Regions from separate parts of the Muntiacus reevesi genome. Here region 2 is linked to region 1. Evidence: chromatin contacts called from public Hi-C data. All regions are on one chromosome and are shown on one strand. Each heading gives the region's core, a stretch centred on a gene start, on an enhancer-like site or on the middle of the called end of the contact. The rest is flanking DNA. Distances are from core to core; before and after follow the strand shown. Region 1 holds the start of LACTB2 (lactamase beta 2). Region 2 holds the start of NCOA2 (nuclear receptor coactivator 2).

What was found. Hi-C and Micro-C count contacts between places; a contact is called where the count stands out from the background.
Region 2: a contact with region 1 is called in a Hi-C map of blood, with 6 times the contacts expected there. The contact joins the promoter of NCOA2 here to the promoter of LACTB2 in region 1. A contact is called at or near these places in 2 of 3 Hi-C or Micro-C datasets (blood and muscle).

Annotation. Positions count from the first base shown.
Region 1 is chr12:44,682,043-44,685,005 of mMunRee1.1, reverse strand. It overlaps LACTB2 (lactamase beta 2), which reads right to left and starts at 1,504. Exons shown (of 7, transcript XM_065903370.1): 1 at 1,330-1,504. The coding sequence starts at 1,451.
Region 2 is chr12:44,906,974-44,909,936 of mMunRee1.1, reverse strand. NCOA2 (nuclear receptor coactivator 2) reads right to left here and starts at 1,480. Exons shown (of 22, transcript XM_065903338.1): 1 at 1,359-1,480.

The sequences.
Region 1 (2,963 bases), core at 255-2,754:
TGGAGAAGGCTCTTGAGAGTCCCTTAGACAGCAAGGCGATCCAACCAGTCAATCCTAAAGGAAATCAACCATGAATACTCATTGGAAGGACTGATGCTGAAACTCCAATACTGTGGCTACCTGATTCGAAGAACCGACTTATTGGAAAAGACCCTGATGTTGGGAAAGATTGAAGGCAGGAGGAGAAGGGGACGACAGAGGATGAGATGGTTGGATGGGATCTGACACGATGGACATGAGTTTGAGCACACGTCCAGAGTTGGTGGTGGACAGGGAAGCCTGGCCTGCTGCAGTCCATGGGTCACAAAGAGTTGGCCAGGACTGAGTGACTAAATTTAACTGATGAACACGTTCAGACTGAATAATTAAATTCTGGGCTCAAGGTAAACTATATCTTATTTTCAATTTTTTTATCTAGAGTATTTTTATCTAGAGTAAGGACTACATAAAGATTGCTCAATGCACTTGTGTGTGTGTGTGTGTGTGTGTGTGTGATGACTCAGTCGTGTCCGACTCTTTGTGACCCCATGGACTGCAGCCTACGAGGCTCCTCCGTCCATGGGATTTTCCAGGCAAGAGTACTGGAGTGGGTTGCCATTTCCTTCTCCAGGGGATCGTCCCGACCCAGGGATCGAACCCAGGTCTTCTGCATTGCAGGCAAATGACATGTCCCCGTTTCTGCATGATACCACTAAAACAGAATGCGTCTGAACAAGATAAAAATCTTGGAAATACAGACAGGTTATTCCATTCGCAGAATAATTTAAAATAGTTTAAAAAAAATTAAAATAAGGCCACACAACAGTAACAAGAAACAAAGTTAGTTAGCTCTTCTTTCCCCAAGCTAGCTAGCGTTTTCCCAGACTCGAGCAATTTGAAGCAAGGGAATCCTGTTCTCTGCTATCGAGTTAAGAAAAAGGCCTCAATACAACCACTAGCTTTTGTGAACGAAGTCAAACTCAGAGCCAAATACCAGTGAAAGTCAGGTGAGGAAAGTAAACGCCTTCCCGGATTCTTAACTCCAGGCGATCCTAGTGTCGCAACAGCTTAAACACTCCGACTTTCAAAATCAAACAAAGTAAATTGGGTCTCGAAAACAGGAAACGTGTCCATTTTTCCTTAGCCATTTGTAAGTTAAGGCAGTTGACTACCCCGGGAAGAAGTTATTTAGGGGCGGGGGTGTCCGAATCGGGGTGGGCTGGGGCAGGACCCCACGGTGCAGGCTGCGGGCGCACAGCCTCTCCGCCCGCCGCGAGCAGTCCCCGCAGCCCCAACTCCGTGCGTCCCGCGGCCCGGTGTGTATGATGGCGAGCGTGGAGAAACGATTACCTGGGGCCGGTCCCCACCAGGTAGGTGTTGGTGCCCTGCAGGGTCATGGGACCCGGGTTACAGCCCAGGACGCGAATCACCCGACTGGACAGCCGTTCTATGCGCTGCAAGGTGGCAGCCATCTCCTCCTCTACCGCTCACCGCCGCAGAGAAGGCAGGACCGCCCAATCTCTGAACCAGCAACAAGGCCGGGGGCGGTGCCGGCGGTCACCTGACGCCGCGCGAGTGGAGTGGGGCGTGGACCGGTAGCGGTGCCGGGGGCGGGGACAGAGGTCACGTGGTGCAGCACGAGCGAAGTGGGAGGGCCGGGGAAATCAGCCCTGGTGCCGTGGGCGGGGCCGGAGATCACGTGTTGACGCGCGAGCCCAGCGGGTGGGGGAGTCGCTGATGTTGGGTGAGGCGGGGCCAGCGGCACGTGACTCTGGCCGAGTTTCGTGAGCTGCAGCGCTAGGCTGTTCGCTTGCGCGAGGCGCGCGGCGGCCTGAGGCGAGACTGGACTTCGGCCCTTGCGTGCTGCCGCGTCTCACAGAGCGTGGTGGTTTCGCAGGAGTTTGATTTCAGGCAGGCGAGTTTGTTCGATTGCAAGACACATTTTAACCAGGGAAGTCTTGTGAGGGAGCAAGGGGCAGGCAGGTTTCGGGTTAGTTACAGAGCACGGAATCCCGGGAAGGGTAGCTAGTCGGGTTTTCAGGCGAGGGTTGGGGTGAGTGTGTGAGGAGGAACTGGTTTATCTTATATATATATAAATAGCAGTGAGGGAGGTTCATTTAGCACTTACTGCTGTGCCGAGTGCGTTTTACAAACACTACTATCTCCTTTAATCTTCACAATGGGAAGAGGAAGGCAGTATTTTTATGACCATTTTACAGGCGCAAAACGGAGGTTTGGAGACTTGCCCCGACCTTGTACCGACACCCGACGCCACCCCTGCAGCGGGTTCGAGGAGCCCCGCTTCCTTTTATGCAGCTTGTGGTACCTCATCCACCCCAAGACTAGGGGGGCCGCGAGCGCGTTTGTTGGGGTTGTGCTTGTGGTGGGAGGCTGTGTCCGAGACATAAAGGACTTCTTTTTCTTTGTAAGGAGTCCTTTTCTAATCTGCTGAGCAGTTAACTACCCCAGTGTTAACTAACCCTCCCCGTATTAAAAAAAAAAAAAAAAAAAAATCCAGTTCCTGTTTTCCTAAAAGGAAATGCACAGATCCCATGATCAGTTTCATTCCCTTACCGGTATGTAACCACCCTACAAGATGTGGAACACACCTAGCCCATGCCTTTTTCAAAAGAAATGATAAATTGACACATTAGATGGCTAGTGGTTCTAAAATTTAGGTATTTTTAAAGATAATTATTTTTAATTGGAGGATAATTGCTTTATAATATGTTGGTTTCTGCCATACAGTAACATGAATGCCCTATAGGTACATACGTGCCCCCTCCCTCTTGAATGCCCCTCCTACCCCGTCCCACCAGTCTAGGTTGTAGGGCGTGCATTTTTAACATTCTTTTTGGCAGGTGTTTCTGGAGAAAGGACTGTTGCTTTGTATGCAGTATTTATATTACAAATCGGGAGTTTAATATTTCAGATTTCTTGAAAACACACCTGGGTTATGTGTGGCAAATTCTTTCCCTGTGTCT
Region 2 (2,963 bases), core at 231-2,730, 220 kb before region 1:
CCCGCTCCGAGCCGGTGCAGGACGCTCAGGTCCCTGATTCCCGCCCCTCGGTCCCGCAGGCCCCGGAAACCACTAGGGGGAGGGGGGAAGAGGGAGGAACCAGCTAACCAGGGACCGACCCACCCCCGATCTCGGAAGAGGCGCCTCCGGGACTCCCCGGAGGGGCGGGGGGCGGGGAGCGCCAGCGCGCCGCGACGACCCCCGGCCCCCTCCCCCAGCAGCCCCCAGAGGCCCGAGAGAGCAGTGTCCCCGGGCCCGGGGCGTGACCGTCTCGAGCCGGCTGGGAGGGCCCCTCCCGCTTCCCGCCTGGGGCCCTGAGGGCCTGTCCCTTCAGGGGCGGGGAGATGGGGGAGCGAAGAGGGGGCGCTGGCGAGCCAACCCGGAACCTCCCGGCCCGCCTCCCGCCCCCAGCCCCGGCCCCTGCGCGCCTCCTGCACACACGCCCGCACCCAGAAAGTTAAGTCAGGGGCGAGCCCGGCTCGGCGCCGCCGCGCTCCGGCCCCCCGGCTCCCCGCCCCCACCGCGGCCCGGCCTGCTCGGCCCGAGCGCGCCGCCCGCCCCGCCCGCCGCAGCTCCTTCCCGTCCGCGCGCGGCGCCCCTCGCCCCCCGCCCCCGGCGCTGACACGGGCCGGGCCCGGCCGCCGGGCCGCGGATCCCCTCTCCTCCCGACGTCTCACCCCGCCGGCCGCCCCTGACAAGGCGCTTCACCTTCACACACCCCCGACCACTTCCCGAGTCCTGCCACCCCTCGCCCGGCTCCCACCCTGCGCTGCAGTCGCTCCGCGTTTCCATGAAAGAATGCACCTTCTCGGGCTTCACCTTCTCGTCTCTCTGCCTCGCGCCCCCCGAGGGCGCAGGAGACGCGCTCCCCGCCGACCCGCACCGGGCAGGGGCGGCAGGCGCCGGGGCTCCTCCGGCGGGGGCCGCACCCGCGCCCCCGGCCTCCGCCGCGCCTCGGCTCTCACCTCTTGGCCGGCGCCGCGGGCTGCAGCCTCCGCCCGCCTCGCGCTCCGGGACTCGTCTCCCGAGCTCTCGCAAAGCGCTGGAGCGCCTCCTTTCTCTCCCAGGGACTCCGCGTCTCCCCGCCGCTTCCCGCCCTCCCCACCCCTCCCCACCCCCCCAAGTCCCAACTCCCCAGCTTCACGGCGCCTCTCCGGGGATGCAACTCCCGTTTTCCGCGCACTGGGGCAGCGGTTCCCCGCACACAAAACAGCCCTCTCGGCGGCGCGCGGCTCTGCCCGGCTCGGCGCAGGAAGGGCGATCGCGGCCGGGGGGTGGGGACGCGGCGCCCCCCGCCCGTCCGCCGCCCGCCCCCCGCTCCAGCCCGCCCTCGCGGCCCCCAGGGAAGGAGCGGTTACCGGCTCGGGTCGGTCACGCCGTCAGGTGCCGGCTGCCGTCGGCGCTGACCTTCGCCGCCGAAGCCGTGGCTGAGGCTGCGGCCGCCATGTTCCCGTGTTAATAACTGCTGCCTGGTTGTTTATTTCAATGGAGATCCTCCCCCAACTCCCTCCTCCTCCTCCTCCTCCACCTCCTCCTCCTTCTCCTCCGCGTCTCCGCACTTGCCTAGAGACACACAGACCGCGCGAGCTCGCGATCAGGGGAGGGGGCTCGGGAGTCAGGCAGTCCCTCCCTCCGCCTCCCCGGCCGTGGCCGCAGCCGAGTCCTGTCACTGGGGAAAGGACGGGGCGGAAACTTGCGTCCCGCGCCCCCGGGGAGGGGGCAAAGGTGGACGGAGGGTTCTCCCGGGAGCCGACCCTGGCCGCGGACTCTGCAGCATCTCCGTCGGCGGAGTCCTCTTAAGACGACCCGGGGAGAGGTGAAGAGTGAGGAGAGAAGGGAGAGGGGACAAAATGGGTGACGGTGGTGGCAGGGAGGGTGACCTGTGGGTGACTGGAAGCGAGGGGAGAGTAAACAGATGACTCCATGGGAGGGCAAAGGGCAAGTGCCAAAAAAGCGAGCGCGTGGGACCGGCCGGGGCTGCAGAGTGGAGGCGGCGGGGTCTGAGATTGCAGACGGCCAGGCAGATGCCCCCGCACGCAGATGGGGAGAACGCAGTGCCAGGTTCGCCCCGGGAGGAGCCACCCGTCGGCGCTCCACCGGCGCCCCTCGAGCAGCAGTCGGCACCCCTAGGGCGCACCTCGCACGCCCGCGTCTGCTGCTGCGCCCTGGAGGCGCCTGTCGTCCATCAGTTCTCTCCCGGCTCCTGGGAGAATTGGCTTCTTCCTTGGCGGCCGCCTCTGAAGAGGGGATGGAGGGGCGCGACCGTGTGAGGCGAGCTTAAAAGGGTGCCACCCAGCAATTGCATGATAAAGCAAAAGTGCACACAGTGTAAATAGCCTGACCTGGTTGAGCATTCTCGTCACGACCTGAGTCACAGAAGTTTTTTATTGAAAAGTCCACTTTCTAGACAGAAAGTGATGTTGGGGGGACGCGGGAGAGTTGCCCTGAAGATTCAGAGAGAAGCCTCGTGAAACACTTGGATCAGCTTTCTGCCTTGGAAAAGCAAGTTCTTCCCAACCCAGATAACACTTAGTCAGGGGGGGAAAAAAAGAACATTGGTTGAACAGATTTTATTTTTAGTCTTAAAATGAGAAAGGTCACTTGCCATGGACAATAATAGTGTTTATTGAACACTTACTATGTGTTCAGTCACTGGGCTAAGTGATTTCTAGATTTTGATTCTCAAACCTTACAAAGTAATACCATTTTTATCCTTCACACAAAAAATGAAGTTTAAAGAAGTTTAAAGAAGTCGTAGGGTCATAGAGCCAGGAAGTTGGAGAGGATTTGAGCCCGGTTCTATCCCAATCCAGAGCCCACACTTTTAATGGTGACTTCAACCTCAAATTTGTGGGAGTAACACAAATTTTCTTTGGAGAAAGAAAAAAATGTGTGTGTGTGTTTGACTATGGTAGAAAATGTTTCCAAGTGCTAACAAATTGTTAGCACTGGAGAGTATGAGT